2 separate regions of the Bos taurus genome follow, and region 2 is linked to region 1. Evidence: chromatin contacts called from public Hi-C data. All regions are on one chromosome and are shown on one strand. The core of a region is the stretch at or near the end of the contact, and the rest is flanking DNA. Distances in the headings are between cores, read along the strand shown.

Region 1 (6,449 bases), core at 2,024-4,523:
AGCCACTTCTCAGGTCCACTCTATGGCTGCCGTGCAGGCATACATACCCTGTGTCTGATTTCCCTTTTCTTAAGGCAAGACCAAAGTCCAGATGCAGATATCTATATGAAATTTCCCATGTTTTAGAAATTATGTAAAACAAAACATGTCTGTAGGTCAGGTGGAGCCCCAGGCGTCCCCAGAATACAGCCCCCAGTATACATAATCCACAGGAGAGAGAAATATCAAAAGAACTCATGCTCCGTTCAAAGCCTAGAGAGAGATCCATGCATGCTGGGTGGCAGGTGTGTTCTTATTACTCACTTCACCCTCTCCTACCAGTCTCCATTCTCATATTCATGGAGCATCTAGCACTAGGGCTGCAGCTGTGAGTCAAAGCTAAAATGACTCTTAATTGCACGGAGCTCATGGTCTCGTGAAAAACACGCTCATAAAATAATTCCTTCATTGAACAGATGAGTATGAGTGTTAAGTGTTAAGGAGGTGGAGGATGCAGTGCTATCAGTGCCTTTAACAAACTAGAGGCTTTCCTGGGTTAGGATGTGCCTGTTGAGATTGAAAGGAATGGTGGGAATTTATTGGGTCAAAAGGAAGGAGAACAGACAGAGGGAATATCATGTGCAAAGGCCCTGTGGCTGGAGACCAGTGTTGCTGGAGCAGAGAGAGCCAGGGATAGAATGGTGGGAGGTGAGGCTGATGTGTCAACGAGAGACTTCATCATGCAGAGCCTTACAGGCAGGTTGAGGGGTTTTGTCTTTATCCTAAGTTCTAGGGGAAGGAAATGAAGCATTCAGGCAGGAAGGTGCAGGGAGGATATAATTGTTTTTACATTTTGGAATCGTCATTCCCGAGGACCTTGGGGAGAACACACTTGGGAGGAGGCTGCCGAGCAGAAGGGGAGACCAGTTAGTAGGTGGTTTAGCAGTGACCCCAGCCCTGTGGTGACAGCACTGCCTGCAATAGTCAGGACCTAATACTTTGCTCCCTAAGCTGGTGGGTGGGGATGGGGTGGGGCGCGAGGGCATTGGTTGCCTTTGTCTGTTCCCTGTAAGCTGCTGTCACCTGGAAATGGTCCCAGGTCTAGGGATGCCCTGAAAGGCACTGCGGTGTGGCCTTTGCCTGCAGGGATGAAGGGCAGGAGGTCCTTCTGGCGAGGGGCTTTCCAGAGGCTGGGTTGTCCCTGCCTCTCCCAGCTAGAACTGGAGGGAGTCTCTTTACTGTGTTGATCTGGATATGTGGCTGCAGAAACTGCCTGGGAAGGGTACAGGCTGTTTATTTTGACAAGAGAGGGCAGTGGGTAATTTATTCAGGAAAAATAAAGAAAAGTGGCCCCCTGTTGGTAGAAGCTCTGGGTTCTGAGGGCTAAAAAGGCATTTGGAGCTGCTTTCAGCTCAGGTCAGCTCAGAAGGCTAGAGCAGAGATTCTGCTGCAAACACTGGAAAGAGCAAAGACTTGAGGATTTCAACTGTCTTTCCCTGTCCAGTCATATCTAGTTAAACCCGTCAGCCCTGAGCTCCCAGCCAGGCTGGCTCCTTGTCAGCAAAGAGAGGTGTGTCTGCTCGTAAGAAATCAGAGCGAGAGTGGTTTACTTTGAGCCAACCTCAGCCAGAGTTGTCGAGAAAATGCAGCTTGCTCCCAAGAACATCCGGGAACACTCATTGCTTTGGTGGCCAAAGTTTAAGTCATGGGAGAATATCCTCAAGCTTCTAAAATGGGGGTTGGCAAATGTTTTTCTACAAAAAAAAACAGAGAGTAATTATTTTCAGCCATGTGGGCAAGTACGCTAAATTGAGGATATTATGTAGGTACTTGTATCATCATTTAGCATGCAACTGTTTAGAGATGTGAGAAGCATTGTTTAGTTCACAGACTGCACAGAAAAGAGGCCCTGGGTCAGATTTGGCTTGAGGATGGGAGTTTAATGACCCCTGTTTTAAAGGCGGGTCAGAGACCCTAATTCTCAAAGCAAACACCTGCTTCAGTTGTTCACTTTCCCAGACATGAGTGCTAGCATGAGGGACTTAATCTGAGGGAAGGGGGAGGAAGGAAGGTGGGAAAGGATTGCTAGCTGGGGCGATAACTCTAGGACAGACATAAGTCAAAAGTGAGGTGACGGGGCCCTGATTGGATGACAACACGCTTCCTAACCCTAAGTGGCCTGGAAGTGATTTTTTTATGGCTAATACAGATCTGTTATGAGACGTCACCATGATGGTTATGAACCCCAGGATCAGATTCCCCTTGTCCCCTTTATTCACCCTGTCTACAGATATCATGGCTGCAAAAAGTATCCAGTTTGCCAGGGATTTCTATCTCCCTAAAGTCCTCAGGGAAAACATTAGTGAAACATCTCTCTGCCTCCGTTTGTCTGTGTGACCTCGAGCAAGTTACTTAACCTCTCTGAGCCTCAGTGTCCCCATCTGTAAAAAGAAGACGATAACAGCCCCTGCCTCCAAGGGATTTTGTGAGGATAAAGGAAGTGATGTGTGTGAAATGCATCTGGCATCATTAGTTGTTCTCAATAATGTTCTTTTTCTCCTGGTGTGCCCTCTGTCATTGTTCACTATTGATTTGGTTTGTTCTGTGCTTCCTTTGCTAAGGCTGGAAAAGAGGAACAGGATAGCATGGAAGAGAGTCCCCCGTCAGTGGGCAGACAAGAGAAGGAAACAGAGTCCTCCGATACAGAAAACAGAAGGGCAAGGAAGGTAAAGTTTGTGCCAGATGCTGGCAGTGTAGCCACATCGGCACAACGGCTCTGGGGCACCAAGTCACAGGCCTCCCCAAGTCATAGGCCTTCCCGTGCTGCCTGGGGGTGACCTGCTTGCTGCATGGCATGTGTCTGAGACCCCAGCAGTGGGTCCATGAATGAAGCCAGCACTTTCTGGAGTAATGGCTTCACCTGGGACCTTTGCACAGTCTTTATTGAAGAGATCTTTACCACCTGCCTGGGCTCTGTCTCCATCTTCAGGAACTTGGCTGTGCTCATAAGAGAAAGCATGTGCCCACAAAAGACTCCAGGCTACAGAGCCAGACTCCCAAAATAGGCAGGTCCTGGGGAGGGGCTGCAGGCAGAAGGGGGCTTTGGGTACTCAGGCTGGGGCCCTGACCTCAGTAGGCCCTGACGCTGGGATTAACCAAACATCTCCTGTGCTTGTGAAGATTATTTTACTTAATTAAAATGAAAAACCCAGTCACAGGGCTGGGGCTGCCACAGCAAAAAGAAATGTCCTTGGAGCGTGGCCAGCTTCATGCCTTTCCAGTCAGAAGAGGCAGGGAGATGAGTATCACTGGCTGGAAGCTGATCTCCTAAATCTGGCTGCCGGGCCTCTGGGCCACTGGGGACGTGAGGGAAAGTCTCGGGAGGAGCCAAGTGTGAACTGTGGCTATGGAGGGTTGTACCCTTGCTGGGAGAGGGTGTTTGGGGGGACCTTGTAAGGGCTTCGCTGCAGTTACATTTAGTGATGCCCTGCAAGCAAGGTGATGCGTTTAGAGCTTATAACTTATTCATTCAAAAACTCTCTCAAAACTTAAAAAAATAAAGTTTCTAGAAATTAATCATAAAAAGATGAGCAGAGATTATTATCTATTAATAGGAAGTATGTGGAGCTTCTCTGGTGGCTCAGATGTTAAAGAATCTGTCTGCAATGCAGGAGACCCAGGGTTTGATCCCTGGGTCAGAAAGATCCTTTGGAGAAGGGACCGGCTACCCACTCCAGTATTACTGCCTGGAGAATCCCATCGGCTATAGTTCATGGGGTTGCAAAGAGTCAGACGCAACTGAGTGGCTAAGCACCAGTATGGAGTGCTTCACGATAGGAAGTAGGCTAAATACATTTGACTGGAATCCTACATGGGCGTTAACAGTTACGGTAGAGATGTAGATTCTATGATATAGAAGCACCTCTAAGCCATAATACCAAATAAAAATGTAAGCTACCCACAGCTGAAAACAAAACAAACAAAAAGCCCTATCTTTTTATTGAACACCTGTTTATGTACCAGGAGTTGAGATTCTTTGTGCCACTTGGTGGGTTAAGCATTAAGGGCTTACTCCAACTCCTGTGCTATTTTGAGGCCCATCCTAGGGATGAATCAGTGATGAGAGATTGAATGGTTTACAGCTCCTAATTACCCAGGTAGCAGTAAGATTGCGCAGCATCTTTCCGGTTTGAGGGGCCCTGTGGTCACAATTTGCACCCTCTTCTGGTTAAATACTAAGAACCAAGCCTCAGCCACCCTCTGACCTCCATCCGCATTTTTATTCAGGAGCAGGATTCGGAGAGTGGAAGTGAGGCTGAGGGTGAGAGCTGGTACCCCACGAACATGGAGGAGCTGGTGACAGTGGATGAGGTAGGGGAGGAAGAAGATTTTATCATGGAACCAGACATCCCAGAACTAGAAGAGATTGTGCCCATAGACCAGAAGGACAGAATCTCTGCAGAAATATGTCCCTGTGTGACAACTGCCTTAGACCTGGACTTTACCAAAGGTTTCGCCAAGGAGGGAGTCAAGACCATCGGGAATGGGGCTGGAGAAATCAGCCTCAAGTCGCCCGAAGAACTGCCTTCTGCTTCAACGGGCTGTCCCAGTGACATGGACGTGGAGATGCCTGGCCTAAATCTGGATGCTGAGCGGAAGCCAGCTGAATGCGAGACAGGCCTCTCCCTGGAGGGCTCAGATTGCTACGAGAAGCCCGCAAAGGGAGGAGAGAGCTCAGATGTTCGTCTGGCCCCTCCACTTCTGCAAATGTCTTCCCCCAAGCCAGCAGAGGAGAGGGCCTGGCAGCCCGGCCCGTTTCTCGATGACTGCAAGGCCAGGGGGACCCCCGAAGATGGGGCTGGTGAAGGCAGCCCCCTGGAGGAGAAAGCCGGCCCCCCCACTGAAACCGACCTCCAAAGCCAGGCTTGCCAAGGAGCGTCGACCCCGGGTAACTACCTCCCTTTTTCCTCCCTTTTTCTCTGTCGGTTGGGTTGATCTGACCACTGCTTCCCTGGAGCGGTGTGTGGGCAAGTGCAGGCTGGAACCAACAGAAGTCAGGGTTCAGCCAGTGTGAAAGCTGGTGCAGGAGGCAAGCTGAAAATCCTGATTAAACTGCTAGAGCTTTGAGTCAGTGGTTAGCTCTTAGCTTTTAGGTAGGGGACGTTGGGTAGGAGATCGCACATTTTCTGAAAAGCAGACTCAGATGGGACGTACTTCTTTGCCTTGACAGGAGCCCAGATGAACTCTGACAACTAAATTAGCAAGTGTTTGGGATTATCAAAGGAGCTTTGGTTCCTGGGGATCAGCAAGCAGCCTCTCTTGCCTGCGCCACAGAGGACCACCCAGGCCGTTACTTTGTGAGGCCTGAGTGAGGGGGCAGAGCTTCAGAGGGCAAGAAAGGAGAGAAAGGAATGGGCAGAGGGCAGAATGATGGGCTCACAAAGGGGCCTGACTGGTTTCCCTTCTCACCATCTCAGACCCACTTTTCTCCAGGGTCTGATGGTGAAACCAGACTTGTCTTGGGATCTCCTCCACCTCCATTGGAGGTGATGTTGTGTCTGTGCCTGGCACTATGACATCATGAAGACAGAGTTTAAAATAGGCTAAGCCCGGTCCTCTCTGCCAAGTGGAAACTAAGATCCAGCAAGAGCTGTGGGAGGAGGGGGGAGGTGTGGCCCTCCGTGTTCTCCCAATGAAAATAGCTAGAAATTCATTTTGCAGAAAGCCTGTGGCATTCCAGAGTTTGAAGGAAGTGGGGATAAGAGTCCAGGGCAGAAAATAGAGAGGAAGGGCTTAAAAATAAATATTTCAACTCAGTGCCCTGTGGTTGGCACAAACTGGTTGGTGAGCGGGTGGTCTGGGCTTCCCTCCATGTCAAGCTGACCTGAGCTCTCTTTCACCTGTGTGGATCTGAGCCTCCATGGAAACTCTGCCGTGAGCTGCCTTGTTGCTAGAGCATTGCTGAGGCCTGGGCTGTGTCTAGAGAAGGCAAGAATAAAGGAGGAGCGAGTGCCATTCACCTTGCTCGGATTGAACCTCCTCTGTGTTGTAGTATAGGTCTTGACATGCACTGGTGTTCATCGCTCATTAGCTTCCCCAGTGTTTGGAGTTCATATTTAATAGCACTGCTCAATAGGCTTGGGGTGAGGATGGCATTGCCTCTTCTGCCCGCCTCTGTGCTCCTGTGGATGTCAGCACAATTTTTGCACTTCAGTGATTCTTGTGCCTGCAGAAATGGAGTGATACTGAATCGGGGGCACGGGTGTGGATCATTCCAACCGAAGGCATCAGAGGCCCATCCCCCACAGAGCCAGTGCAAAGATTTGCCAAGTTTTCTTGTGTGTGGCGTTCTTTTGGCAGCCGTAAAAGCTCTTTATTCTAGCACTTTGGTTCTAATTAGCAGCCCTGGCCCTAGTCTCATGTTATTAAGCAGCCCCAGGACTATTTCCCATTACACAGTGCAAGGAACA
Region 2 (6,449 bases), core at 2,561-5,060, 56 kb after region 1:
CAGTGTTCAAAACAGCTGGGAGGAATGTTGATGATAGAGGCTGTCATCTGTATATTTCGAACTGGTTTCTAACACTGATTCTGTTACTTTTGTTCTGGGTTTAAGTCAGTCAGAAAAACGTTACTGAACTTCCTACCCTGGTCCCTCAAGATTCTCAAGGCACATCAGCTTCTGAAAGATACAGAGGAGAGTTGGGGCAACAAACAAAACAAAAAAACAAAAACCAGTTTTAGCTTTGTTTAAGCAATTGATTTTCAAGTCAATTATGAAATAATCCCTCCTCCATTAAAAAAAAATTCCATTAAAGTTCCAAAAACTTAGGTTCTTTGGAAAATATCCTGGGAACTCGTAACTGAGGCCAATTTCTGAACTTTACTAGTGAAAAAACAGAGGTTCTGAGAGGGGCTGAAGTTCTTACATGTAGCTAGTGAGGAGAGCTAGGACTAGAACCCTACTTCCTGACTGCCTGGTCCAAATTGATCAATCACATCCAACAACAGGGCATTCCCTAACGTGGGTCCTGAGATGCCAGGCATCATGGGTAGCCTTTAGATAATAGGTAAAAAGAATGTGAACATTTTACTTTATCAGATCAGATCAGATCAGTCGCTCAGTCGTGTCCGACTCTTTGTGACCCCATGAAATGCAGCACGCCAGGCCTCCCTGTCCATCACCAACTCCCGGAGTTCACTCAGATTCACGTCCATCGAGTCAGTGATGCCATCCAGCCATCTCATCCTCTGTCGTCCCTTTCTCCTCCTGCCCCCAATCCCTCCCAGCATCAGAGTCTTTTCCAATGAGTCAACTCTTCGCATGAGGTGGCCAAAGTACTGGAGTTTCAGCTTTAGCATCATTCCTTCCAAAGAAATCCCAGGGCTGATCTCCTTCAGAATGGACTGGTTGGATCTCCTTGCAGTCCAAGGGACTCTCAAGAGTCTTCTCCAACACCACAGTTCAAAAGCATCAATTCTTCGGCGCTCAGCCTTCTTCACAGTCCAACTCTCACATCCATACATGACCACAGGAAAACCATAGCCTTGACTAGACGAACCTTTGTTGGCAAAGTAATGTCTCTGCTTTTGAACATGCTATCTAGGTTGGTCATAACTTTCCTTCCAAGGAGTAAGCGTCTTTTAATTTCATGGCCGCAGTCACCATCTGCAGTGATTTTGGAGCCCAGAAAAATAAAGTCTGACACTGTTTCCACTGTTTCCCCATCTATTTCCCATGAAGTGGTGGGACCGGATGCCATGATCTTCGTTTTCTGAATGTTGAGTTTTAAGCCAACTTTTTCACCCTCCACTTTCACTTTCATCAAGAGGCTTTTGAGTTCCTCTTCACTTTCTGCCATAAGGGTGGTGTCAACTGCATATCTGAGCTTATTGATATTTCTCCTGGAAATCTTGATTCCAGTTTGTGTTTCTTCCAGTCCAGCGTTTCTCATGATGTACTCTGCATATAAGGTAAATAAACAGGGTGACAATATACAGCCTTGACGAACTCCTTTTCCTATTTGGAACCAGTCTGTTTTTCCATGTCCAGTTTTAACTGTTGCTCTCTGACCTGCATATAGGTTTCTCAAGAGGCAGGTCAGGTGGTCTGGTATTCCCCTCTCTTTCAGAATTTTCCACAGTTTATTGTGATCCACACAGTCAAAGGCTTTGGTATAGTCAATAAAGCAGAAATAGATGTTTTTCTGGAACTCTCTTGCTTTTTCCATGATGCAGCAGATGTTGGCAATTTGATCTCTGGTTCCTCTGCCTTTTCTAAAACCAGCTTGAACATCAGGAAGTTCACAGTTCACATATTGCTGAAGCCTGGCTTGGAGAATTTTGAGCATTAGTTTACTAGCATGTGAGATGAGTGCAATTGTGCGGTAGTTTGAGCATTCTTTGGCATTGCCTTTCTTTGGGATTGGAATGAAAACTTTACTTTATAATAGGTCCTTTTAAGGGTAATTTGCTTGAAGATAGTGGTTGTTTTAAATGCTTTTAAAAATAGGTAATCATATCCTACTCTTTCGTTATTTCAGTTCTTGGGGGGCTTCCCTATTGCAGTCTGTGTGTGCCATAGGTTATATGTTAAAAGAATAAATGAAAGAATCTGCAGGAGTCAGAAAAAGAGAAACTGAGCAGAAAGAGCAGGATGGATGAAAAGAGCCAGCAGTCAGTGCTCAGTGGAGGACAGAGGTGCTCTGTCAGAGAAGGGAATGGAGACAGTTGCAGGTGATGGGAGAAAACAACAAAATGAAATTGACTTTTGATCAGGAAGCTTTGCTTTTAAACAGTGACTGGTAAAGCTAATTCAGAGCCTGGCCATGCCAGGAGGTGTGGATGAGCACCAACTGCTGAGAACCTTTGTGAACCTGGATCAAGTCGGATTTATTGCACTGTTACAATAAACGTGCAAGACATTTTTTAAAGCCCTACAACAATAACAGATGAATAACACAGGTCTCGCTCTCCACGAGGTGAAAGGCTAATGGGCAATAAGAGAGATTCAGATAAAATGCCAGGTAGAATGTGAGCAGTGTCTCTATAGGTGCAACAAGTCCAAACTGAAGAATTAGGGGACTGCAAGATCATATCAAAACATATGGAACATAGAGCGGTCCAAGTGGGCTCCAGTCGGTGGTGTGTGTGTGTGTGTGTGGATTGGGAGTGGTGTGGAGAGACATGACTAGAAAGTCTTGACGTCACAGCCAAAGGGCCATGAAGGCGGGGCTGAGGTGATGCTCCAAGCAGGTAGCGGGAAGCTGGTGAAAAAGGTTTTCGTGTTGTTTATGTGTTACAAATGATTCCCAGGCAGGGTGACTGGCAGAAAGAGGTAAACTAGGAGAAGGCGCTTGCTGGTAGGGGAGGATGCAATTTGGTTCCAAAGAGGCTACGGACACCCGTGAGGTGTTGCACATCAGACAATGGGAAAATCTAGCCGCAGATCCTGGCTGAGTCATCTCCCGAGAGGACAAGAGACAGCAGAAAGTTCTGGTGGTTGTCTCAGGTAACAGGGAAGATAGGGAGGATGTGAGGAAAAGACTAGCCAATCCTAGACAGGAGGAAAAGATGCACGAACAGCCACAGGAGGCCGAAGTTTCAATAACGAAATTATAGCCATGGTTGAAAACCTCAACCTTGGAGCCGGAAACGTGTGTTTGAATCCCAGGAACCCGAGTAGTCACATTTAGCAAAGGGACTTCAAAGAGTTTTTGAGTCTGTTTTCTCATCTATGAAATGTGAGTGATTTTTTACCGCAAAGGATTGAGAGCATTCACTAATATTCTTAGCATGGGGTTTGCACACAGTAGGGGCTAAGGAGTGAGCAGGGGCCAGCGGGAGAAGGAATTAGAGAAGTTAAGAGTATTCCCCTGAGGAGTGTCGGGAAATGGAGGCCGGGACCCTCAGGAAGCCCAAAGCGTTTGCTTCAGCCGAGGCTGCTGACCGGCGTGGAAGGATGGGTGCCCGCAGCCTGAGGCTTTGCCCTTCCGTCCTCACTTCCCTCCAGCCGGGCCTCCCAGCAGCAACCCACTCCATAACTCCCTGCCGCCCCCCTCAACTCCCCGCCCCCAACCTCCCCAGCCACTCTACTCGGTTCCCCCACCAGCCAGGCCCCAAAGCCTGATGCGCATGCGTCCTCCCGCGCCTTTGCCCAGCTTTCCACGTTTCACTTCCCTCCTTTTCCCTCCGCAGCGCCAGCTCCATCGCTACGATTGGCCAGAAGACCTCCTCGGATTGGCCAATAAACGGCGCCCTGTCGCCCCCGTGTTACTGGGTAGAACAAAACAAAAACAAACAGAGCGAGAGGGGCCAGAGACGCTCGGAGGCAGCGGCAGACGCTGAGGTGCGGGGTCGGGGCCGGCTGACCAGAGACCTGGGCGAGCAACAGCGGCGGCGACGGCGGCGGCCTGAGGGGTCAGTAGCGGCGGCCCGGCTCGCGCGGTCGGGAGGACTGCGCCCTCTCCCACAGCCCCTATCTTCAGAGGCAGCCGCTCGTTGAGGGGGGAGGGGGCCGGGGGGTTGTGGAGGCGGCGGCCGAGTCTGGGTCAGGCTGGCGGGGCCGGCGTCCGCCGCCTCCTTGGAGTTCGGCAGGCCCAGCCGCGTCCGCCCCAACGCCCTGGGCTGCGGAGAACCGGCCCCGGTGCCCTCCTTCTGCCCCCGGCCGGGAGCGTGGCGCCGCGGGCCCGCCCCCTCTTGGACCCCCTCCAGGCTTAGCGGGGCGCGCGAGGCTCTCGCCGTCGAGGGGCTCCTCGCCCCCCAGAAGGCCGACTTTTCATTTTCCTCTGGGGGTGGGCGTCGGGAGGCGGGTTTCTGGCCCGACTGAAATCCTGTGAGGAAGGTTTGCGCCCTCCCCGCCCTCCTGGTCTCCTTGGTGGCCGGCTCTGAAGATGCGGCCGGGCGTTCCCAGACCCGGCCCACCGGAGCCCGGGCCCGGCCGCCCGCCCGCGTCCAGCACCACGCGGGGGTCGGCCTGGCCTGGGGTCTGCAGGAGCCCGGGCCTGCGCGGCGGGGAAGCGGGCCGGGCCGCAGCGGGAGGGGCTGCTGGGAGGCGGCCACGTGCCTGCCGCCCCGGCCCTGCGAGAACTTCGCGGCGCCTCAGGTTGGGTATAGGGTCGCTTGTTTAGTTTAAATGAAATCTCCCGGAGAAAACAAAGGCAGGGAGGGAGCCCCCTTTCTGTGTAACGTGTGCTCTGTCTGCTGCGTTTGTCTATTTGATGCTGCGGTGTATGCGGGGAGGCTTTTTTGGTTTGTTTGCTTTGCAAGAGCTTTAGAACTGCCTTCGGAAGTCAAAATCGCCGGTCTCCCCTGGCCCTAGTGAGAACTGACTGCGTAGCCAGCAGTTGTGAGATACTGACAGAGGAGTAAAATGACTAAAAATGCACCTTTCTCGGGGTAGGGGGGAATGTCACCGCCTGTTTTTCCCTGCATTTTCACTGTTAAATTAGACTTTTGGCATTCTTGCTAACGTAAGGCTTTTTAGGAACTCACCACTCACTTTTTAAAGGATCACTACAGATATGTTGTAAATTTACTTATTGGTATTTATGCCTTTGAGCTTTCCTGGCGGCTCAGTGGTGAAGAATCCGCCTGCCAGTGCAGGAGATGCTGGTTCGATTCCTGGCTCCGGAAGATCCCTTGGAGAAGGAAATGGCAATCCACTCCAGTATTCTTGCCTGGGAAATCCTGTGGACAGAGGAGCCTGGAAGTCTACAGTTCATGGGGTTGCAAGAGTTGGACACAACTTAGCTACTAAACTGCCACCACCATTTGTGCTCTTAACTTCCCTTTTTTATAGGTTTATTAAACTCCTTAATATCTTAGCAGGCGTCTTTGAATTTTATTTTGATTGGTTTTTCTGTTGTAATAATGAGAAAGGAAAAGTAGTTGCTAAAAGTGTAAAAATAAATGACATTTTGCTATTTTCCCTCATTTTTGCATCATTGTGGTTGAGTGCTTTTAGCTGATTTTAAGTGGCTAGTTAGCAGTGACTGTAGCCCTGGAGTGAATACAAGTTCTTTTCTAGTTAACATATGGCCTAAACTTCAAAAAACAGTCAAAGTGGTTTATGAGGTATATTTCAGGAAATAGGTTTTTTTAGGGGAGGTAGGATGGGAAAGTGAGGGTCTTTTGGGGAATGTCTTGGAAATTGATGCTTCTGCCTGTATGTTTCTGTGAAACACAATGGATAAATGAAAACTGTTTAATTTCAGCCTTTAATTTTGTCTGACTTACAGCTTTATTGAAAATTTTCTAGTTTTGTGTGAAGAATGTGGAGTTTAGATTTTTTTTTTTTGCTTTACATTTTTCTTAAGTTTGTGGCAAAAATCTTATGGATTGTTAAGTAACTGGAAGCTCATTACTTTGAAGACAGTAAAAACATGGGACTTATCTTTATCCTTCTGTAAATTCTAAAACATCTGTGTTGTTATCAAGTGTCCCTGAGTTCTTGAATGTGTTAATCATTGCCAGAAGACCCAGACAGGGCTTTTTGTTGTTGTTATAGTTATTTAATAAAAACAAACTTGATAAACTATAGTCATTACCTGATAATGTTCTTTGTCCAACTGAGTGTTTTTGTGTAATAATTTAGATATTATTTTTAGTGTTAGAAAAGCAGTATTTAAAATTTTGATATGACAGCAGAAGTCTGTGTTCTAATAAGCTTCTCTCTGGTAACTCTAAAGAAGAATTTTCCTGTGGGTTATTAAAATCTTGTATTGAGCTTGTGCACACGGAACTGGATTTAGAAGGTCAGGGTTCTAATCCTGGTTCTTCCAATGAGCACTTTCTCTGATTCCGTTTAGTTATGTGAACAGTGGAGTTCCTACCTCAAGATTGTTCTGAGTTGTACATGAAATAACACATGTAAAATTGTTTTTGAATTATATGGGGCTTTTTAAACATCAGTTATACTTTATTAGCTAAGTTCTGTGGAAAGTGTCCTCTTGAAGATTA

What was found. Hi-C and Micro-C count contacts between places; a contact is called where the count stands out from the background.
Region 2: a Hi-C map of an unstated tissue shows a contact between it and region 1, with 2.2 times the contacts expected there. The contact joins the promoter of PDCD4 here to the enhancer-like site in region 1. A contact is called at or near these places in 2 of 11 Hi-C or Micro-C datasets (liver and an unstated tissue).

The regions. Positions count from the first base shown.
Region 1 is chr26:31,377,673-31,384,121 of ARS-UCD2.0, forward strand. RBM20 (RNA binding motif protein 20) reads left to right here. Exons shown (of 14, transcript NM_001192613.3): 10 at 2,601-2,705; 11 at 4,267-4,927. Among named protein-coding and RNA genes, the nearest start is that of PDCD4, 56 kb to the right of the region's middle. Within about 2 kb of position 3,274, at least 20 of the 102 cell types and tissues checked have an H3K27ac peak or open chromatin away from gene starts, as enhancers often do.
Region 2 is chr26:31,432,647-31,439,095 of ARS-UCD2.0, forward strand. PDCD4 (programmed cell death 4) reads left to right here and starts at 3,811. Exons shown (of 12, transcript NM_001083647.1): 1 at 3,811-3,908.